2 separate regions of the Sus scrofa genome follow, and region 2 is linked to region 1. The links are chromatin contacts, called in public Hi-C maps. All regions are on one chromosome and are shown on one strand. The core of a region is the stretch at or near the end of the contact, and the rest is flanking DNA. Distances in the headings are between cores, read along the strand shown. Region 1 has its middle 40 kb from the start of PLCG2. Region 2 holds the start of LOC110260907 (wiskott-Aldrich syndrome protein family member 1-like).

Region 1 (3,838 bases), core at 479-2,978:
ATTCCTGGTCTTGCTCAGTGGGTTAAGGATCCAGCATTGCCACAGGCTGCGGGTGTAGGTCACAGAAGCAGCTCAGATCTGGCGTGGCTCTGGCTGTGGCATAAGCAGGCAGCTGCAGCTCCAATTGGACCCCTAGCCTAGGAACCTCCATGTGCCACAGGCGTGGCCCTAAAAAGAGAGGGAAAAAAAGGAAGAAGAAAGGAAAGCAGCTCTGCAAGCGAACGAGGGGCGGTGGGCTGCCCATCCGACCTACATCTAACGTCAGAGGCTGGGCAGCGAGCCTGGAATCTTGACATCAAGCTGAAGACAATCAAGTGTGTATCTGGGGCGGCTCAGCCACTGTCTCACTCAGAGTCTGTGCCCTGTGAGATGTGGATCCCATAACAGACCCAGGTCCTTCCACCCAGTGCCCATCATCCCACCCAGGAGAGCCCCTCTCCTCCGCTTCCCATAGCCTTCCATTCAGACACCCCTTCATTCATTCACTGAGCAAGAACCTTGAAAACGCTGCTGAGTGAAAGATGGTCAGGTCCACAAATTATAAGACTCCAGCCATCTGAGCGTCCAGCACAGGAAATGTATGGTGGCAGAAAGTCAGCTAAGAGTTGCTTAGGGCCGAGGGGTCGGGGAAAGGCCAGTGAGAGCTGCGGGGTAGAGGTTTCTTTTTAGTGATGACAACACCTAACATCGACTGTGGTGTTGCCTGCACAGCTCTGTAAATAAGCTAAAAACCATATGTACACTTGACTTAGGTGGATTGTATGGTATGTGAATTATGTCTCAATAAGCCAGTTTTTTAAAAAAAGTATACATTAAGCACCTCCTGTGTGCCTGGCACACTGCCTCCACTGCATACAGTCAGGGAAGAGGCAGCCATTAGACAAATAATCCCACACAGCTTTTTTTTTTGGCTGCACTCATGGCATGAGAAAGTTTCCAGGCCAGGGATTGAACCCGAGCTCTGGCAGCGATCTGAGCCACAGCAGTGACAACACCAGATCCTTAACCTGCTCAGCCACCAGGGAGCTCCCACAAACCTGTAAGCACACAACAGTGGTGCACAGAGCTAAAATGGAGCGAGCCCAAAATGGCCAGCCGGGAGGGAGATGGAGGAGGGAACAGCCATCCAGGCAGAGGAAGGGCAAGGGCGGAGGCCCTGAGGCAGTGTCTGGCCTTGGAAGGAACAGACTCTTAGGAGGCAGAAGTGTGGGGTCCCTGGCAGCAGGAGAGACAGGCAGGGCCCCTTAGGTCCTAGTCCTCGCAGTAGAAGGTTCCAGAGCAGAGGCTGAGTCTTGGGGAAGGGGGATATGATAATTTGGGAGTAGTTTCCATAAGCCCTGGGCTTTCAGTGGAAGGGACCAGAGGGAGCAGAGGTTGAGGTGGGAGGGACCTAGCTCCTCCTCCCGCATTCTCTTAAAATGTGCTTTCTCCCCGGGAGGGAGCTTCCTGTTACTGAAACAGGAAGTAAAGGCTGCTTCGCCAGCAGCCGGCGGAGAGCGGGCTGAGGACAAAGGGCCGGGAGGAAGCCGGGATCGGAAGGCGGCTGGCTCGGCTCACACCTTTCTGGCTCAGTGCACACCTGTCTGCCTCTAGTGGCCAGGACAAGACCGAGAGGAGGGCAGGGCAGCAGCTCTAACGCCCCAGATGTCCCAGCTGCTGCAGAACGAGGCTGGGGTTGCACCAGGCCGAGCTGGGGGCGGAAGGCAGCGTTCGGGGACTCCGGGCCCGTGACGTCAGTGTTGCCATGGAGACCCCCGCTGCCATCCGCACGTGTTGCAGCTTCAGGAGACCCTCGGGCTGGCGGGGACGGCTCTGCGGGGTTGAGGGAAGCTGCGAGACAGCCCTGGACCCCACCCCCACCCCCCAGGCCTATGGCTCTGCCCCCGAGGGCGGCCCGCGAGAGGGCAGGGTGCCAGTACCAGGAGGGGCTCCCTCCAACCCTCCATCCGCACCCCGAAGCCCGTCGACCAGACACATCTCCTCTCTTGCAGTCAGGGAGATGCCTTGGCGTAAAACGGCTCCGGCCTCCTCCGCGGCCCTTCCCCCAGTAGCGGCCCCCCCGCGCCCCCACACTCCTAGCGCCGTTGTTTTATCTCTAATGGCCCTTGGTTAAGGAACCTTTCCCGAGGCCTCCGAACACTGCCAGCTCCTGGGATCCTCAGCCCGGACCCAGCGAGGGGAGCTGGCCCCCTGCACAGGGATGGAGCCTGCCGGGGAAACGCGGTTCTCTTTGTCTCTAAATCTTGTTTCCCGATGGCCTTCTTTCCAATTTCTCTTTCTTTTTCTGGAGGTTCCCCGGGCCGGGGACTGAACCCAAGCCACCGCGGTGGCACGAGAGACTTCCTCCAGTTTCTTAAAGACACCTTTGGTAGCAAAATGTCCAGGCTACTTGAGAACTTAAATTTCACCTTCATTTCATGCCTCTTCCCCTTCCTGAGTCCCTACCTCCTCCTAAGTGGGGTGGGGGGGAAAGAAAGCTTGAAGGTAGATGCGGACTAAAGTGTTTTTGTCCTTGACCTTGTCTGGTCATTGTTGGCTGGCCACGGAGGTGCTGATTAAAAAAAAAAAAAAAAGCACAAAAGCACTAGCTAGAATTTGGGAGTTGTTTTATGTGAGGCCATGACTGAGGCCAAGAAGGCAGCCTCTCAGCGCTGAGGGACTGTCCTTAGGGGACATGGAGGAGCCAGGATACACAGGAGTTTTGCGGGCGGGGGGAGGAAAAGAAGCAAAAACATATAGTAGAGAGATTATAAAAGACTACTGCTAATCGCTCAAACCGGACATTGTAAATTAATGATTTTGGTGCCTTTCTATGTATGGGGAGATGCTGGAGTCTGGGCTTGATGAAATCATTCCTTTGATAGGCATCCTTAACTCTCTAGGGCCAAGTACCCTGTTTTTCTCCAGCCCCGATTCCCCTCAAGGTGCATCATTAGGAGTTCCCTTCGTGGCTCAGTGGCTAATGAACCTGACTGAGATCCATGAGGTTGTGGATTCGATCCCTGGCCTTACTCAGTGGGTTAAGGATCCAGCATTGCTGTAGGTCCCAGATGAGGCTAAGATACCGCGTTGCCCTGGCTCTGGCGTAGGCCGGCAGCTACAGCTCGGATTCAGCCCCTAGCCTGGGAACCTCCATATGCCATGGGTGTAGCCCTAAAAAAAGGGAAAAAAAAGAAAAAAAAGATGCATCATTAGCTGATGGCTTGATGGCAACTTTGTTGACTGAAATGACAGGATTTTTTTTTTTTTTTTTTTTTTTTTTTTGGTACACGCGTGTGCTCATAGCCCAAATGTGTGCTTTGGGAGGAACAGGGTGGGGGCCGCAGAAGTGAGGGTCCCCGTGTGCATTCCCCGAGGCTGCCTCCTCCTGAGGCCCATCTCCCACTGCTTCCTGCCTCGGGGTGGGGTGGGGTGGTGTCTCCCTTTTGGATGGGATGATAGTGGGAAACTGTCTCAGGATTGCTTCCTTCTTGGTGCCCTTGTGACTCCTGGAAACTCACACCTCCCTGACCTACAGTTTAGCTCTTCATTGGTCTGGGGACATTTGGGTTGTTTCCCCACCGGTATTTTTTAAAGCTTCCAGGTGATTCTGACGTAATCAGTCATGACAAATGAGGCCTCGGACCAGCGTTTCTCAATCCTGGCTGCGTTAGAATCACCTGAGAGCTTTCGGAGTTCCTGTCGTGGCTCACTGGTTAACGAATCCGACTAAGAACCATGAGGTTGCAGGTTTGATCCCTGGCATGGCTCAGTGGGTTAAGAATCCAGCGTTGCCCTGAGGTTGCAGACCTGGCTCGGATCCCGTGTTGCTGTGGCTCTGGTGTAGGCCGGCAGCTAC
Region 2 (3,612 bases), core at 562-3,061, 190 kb before region 1:
AGGGGACGCAGTTTGAAAACCAGCACTCTCAGTGAAAATGGTCAGAGCCCAAGAAGAACATTCTGTTAAACAGAGAGGCGGGCAGGGGCGAGCAGCAGGTGTAGGAGGGAGAAACCAGCACCCGTTGGAAGCAGTGCCTGGGGCCACCTGCTCCCGTAGTGGCAGGTGAGCTGGGAGTTGGACAAGGCCCTGAAAGTAGATCACGGATGTACTTTAAGGGGTGTCCGGGGCCCCTGGATGGTTGCCATTTATAAGAATGGCCTCCCGTGGGAGGACCTGCCACGTGTCTCATGAGCTCTGCTCTCAGCCCCGTGTGGGGCCTCCCACCCCAACCCCTACTGGGGGATCGATCCTTGCCCCCATGGAAGAGCTTGGGGCCCCGCCAGGTTGAGCCACTTGTCCAGGGCCACCTGAAGTCAGGACTGCTAAGTGTGGTAGGCTGGGGGCCTAAGGGACCATTTCCACAGAGCCCCTGAACCCAGCTGGCAGCTTCTGGAAGGGTCTCCGGGGACAAGGGGACTTCCTCTCGCTGTCATTGGCTTGAACTCTGCACAGCACACTTTGAGAAGTCACGTGATAGCACATCCTCCCCGCGATGTCCCAGCCCCTGGGGGGCTGGGTAGCTGGCACCTGGCTCACCTCAAACCCCAGGGGAGGTGAGTGGCACGGACACCAGTTTTCAGAATTTACACTGAGGCCCCGTCATGGAGATGCCAGGCCTGCCTTGGCTCTGGGCTGGTGGAGCCTGGCCTGGAGCCTCCGCCTACCCTCTGCCACGTGGGTCCTTCTCAAGTGTGGCATGTGCCTGCTAGGCCAGTGCTTCCCTTTGCTGTGGCTCCTCTGGACACTAAGTTTCGGTTTCCTTGCCATTGTTCTCTGTTCATTCATCCCTGCCCGTGTGTTCGCTCGTTCGCCCATTCATTCTCAGAACAGCGCAGCGGCGGAGGGGGCAGCCACAGATACAAAGCCGAGGGTCTCTGGGCAAATTACTTCATCTGTTTCCTCATCGGAGAAAACGAGGGTGCCACTCCTCCCAGGGCTGCCGGGAGGGTTAAAGGAAATAATGCGTGTGTGTCCAGTGGGTGGCCCGCGTACCGTCGTGTCTCTGTCCCTCCCCTGCTCGCGCTCCCCCTTTCCGACCCTCCTGTAAAACTTGCTGAGGCACCAGGTTGAAGCAGACGTGGTCCTTGTCGCCGGCCTTGATGGCGTGGGTTACCTTTCCCCACTGCCAGTTGGCCCGAGGGGTCCTTCTGGGCATCTGGCCACTGGTGACGGCCCAGGCTGCTCAGAGCTGCCTTTCACCACGGGTGGGGGCGGCCCGCGCGCATGCGTGCTCCCCAGGCATCCCTTGCGCGCCCGCACGCGTACACACGTGTCTTCCCACTGACCCATGAGCAGCACGTGTCTTGGGCCGTCGCACACACTTCCTCCCTTGGGCATCGGGCATCGTGGGTACAGGTAGCACACGTGTTCCAGAATGGCACATGCCTGCACACCAAGCGTCTCCTTGCCCGCGTGTGCAGTTGCCCTTATGTGTCCTTCCTCCACTGGGCACACCTCTCGGGTGTCCCCAGGTGTCCACGCCTAGCTGTGTAAGCGCTCATCTGCAGGCAAGGGTTTATTTCTTCACCACACATGTATGTAGCGTTTGCTCAGGCCCATCTAGGTGCTTTACAACTGCGAATTCGTTTCACCCCCTAACGACACTGAGACGCCCACTTCTATTAGCCCATCGTCCAGATGAGCAAACAGCCCTGGAGAACTTAGGTCACTTGCCCAAGGCCACACGTCCGTGCAGTGTAGGCCAAGATTCAGTCCCCCTCCACGGCTCTGAACCCGATCTGATGCCGTGCCCGTGAAGGTGTGTGGGCCTGCGCCGGGCTCACCGTGTAAATGCGTGCAGGCGTGGGTACACCTTCTCAGTGTGCACACGAGACCACGTTCTCCAGGTCATGGGTGCACAACCTCCATGTGCGCGGAAGGACTCAGGTGCTGGAGAACAGGCTTGTGTCTGCACACGCACACCACTCACACACACATACGTACACGCTCACATGGGCCCTCAGTCTCCATCTCAAGTCCCAGGCTCCAGCTCCCTTTCCCAGAGCCCCTTCCAGATTGTTCTCCATTTCCTCACTCTCAGTCCGCTGGAGAGGGAAGTGAATCTACGGGTCTGGACTCGCCTGCCTCGGCCACCCCTGCTCACCCGCTTGCTGGCTCTGTGGGGGGCCTGGAGCCCCAGAGCTCTTCCCTCTGCCAGAGCCCCCACTGGGCTCCCTTCCCGCCCATCTTCTGGGCTGGTCCGCACCCCAGGAATCTGGGCTCCTCCAGGCTGCACTGGGCTGGGGACAGGACGCATCCCCGGGGAGCAGAGTGACTGGACCGGAGGCCTCCCACGTGTTCCTGGCAGGAAACGCATTTCCTCCTCTGGCCCTTCTCTTCCAGGCACTTGTCCCTCGCCTCCCTTCCAGCTCATCTGCCCGCCCCCACCCCGCTGGGCTTCTGCGTCTGACCGTCAGCGGCTCCCAGCCCTGCCCAGTTTCAAGCCTGGGCTTGTGGGCCTGGGCGAGACTCTCCTGAATTGGCCTCATCAGAAGTACCCAGACTTCGAGCCAAGACCCCAGCGTCCTTGGCCTCCGCCCTGGGTCACCGGCACCTTTACCTGTCTCTGCGCCTTGCTTGGCTCACCCCCGTATCCACTCTTTCCCTCTCCAGACGTTCCCAGCCAGGAGCCAGGGCCCAGGTCCTCCCTCTGCACTCAGCCGTCACCGGCCGCTCCTGGTCTCCGTGCCTCCTCCCTCTCTCCCTCCCTCCCGTGTGCTGCCAGCTCCAGGCCTGGCCCTTTGTTCCAGCTGATGGCTGGTGCTGCCCGAGCACTGCTGCTCCCAGAGCCGTGGGCTTTCCCTGACCTTGTAACTTTGCTTTTGGTGAATTTTGGTTCTTCATCAAGATGCTCTGCTGCCCTCCCCCCTTTCCCTCCCCTCCCCCTTTCCCTCCCCCCTCTCTTTTTCTCCCTCTTGTTTTTCTGTGTGCTGAGCACTTTGTCCAGCCCTGAGCACTACTTCTTTGAATTGAATTAACAAAAGAAAGCCCTAAGGAACTGAGAAATCACTTGATTGCACAGGTGTCCTTTGCCAGTTGGTTACAAAGTTTTTATGAGCAAATCTGGTGGTTATCCTTTGGAAAATAAGCAAAGGCAAACCACTTCCTGCCGCTTCCAGGAGCCACTCGAGTGCTGGAGCTTTCTAAGACCTACCAAGAATCTGAAACTTCAGGCAGGCTTCCTCCGTTTTCCTGGAGAACTCGGCAATTTGTGTTGGTGAAATTCCACTGGGCCCGACAGGGTTGGAGATTGCATTTCAGTCTTGTCTTGCAAAGGAATTTCTGAGATCGAGTAACTTGGCTAGAGGGGAAAAGGGGAACGCTGGCTTGTGACCTAGGCAGCAGTGCCCTTCCTATGGGACTGGTGCCTCTGGAATTCGCAAATGCCACACAGCCTCTAAGTCGGCCGCCTCTTGGGCCTGAGGGTGAGCTCTGGCAGTGCCATGTGCCACGTGTGGATTCTGTCCTTTCTGCACCTTTACTTGACCTGTGTCCTAAATGCTGAGATGG

What was found. Hi-C and Micro-C count contacts between places; a contact is called where the count stands out from the background.
Region 2: a contact with region 1 is called in a Hi-C map of skeletal muscle, with 4 times the contacts expected there. The contact joins the promoter of LOC110260907 here to the enhancer-like site in region 1. A contact is called at or near these places in 2 of 47 Hi-C or Micro-C datasets (embryonic fibroblasts and skeletal muscle) and 2 of 2 datasets of contacts at active chromatin or transcription factors (alveolar macrophages and skeletal muscle).

What each region holds. Positions count from the first base shown.
Region 1 is chr6:6,641,396-6,645,233 of Sscrofa11.1, reverse strand. No RefSeq gene overlaps it. Among named protein-coding and RNA genes, the nearest start is that of PLCG2, 40 kb to the right of the region's middle. Within about 2 kb of position 1,728, at least 52 of the 83 cell types and tissues checked have an H3K27ac peak or open chromatin away from gene starts, as enhancers often do. A contact at or near this core is called in alveolar macrophages, embryonic fibroblasts and skeletal muscle, where this site is marked.
Region 2 is chr6:6,831,957-6,835,568 of Sscrofa11.1, reverse strand. LOC110260907 (wiskott-Aldrich syndrome protein family member 1-like) reads left to right here and starts at 1,811. Exons shown (of 1, transcript XM_021093762.1): 1 at 1,811-3,612. The coding sequence starts at 1,953. The coding sequence ends at 3,080. The region is part of intron 1 of CMIP (C-Maf-inducing protein); the gene reads left to right.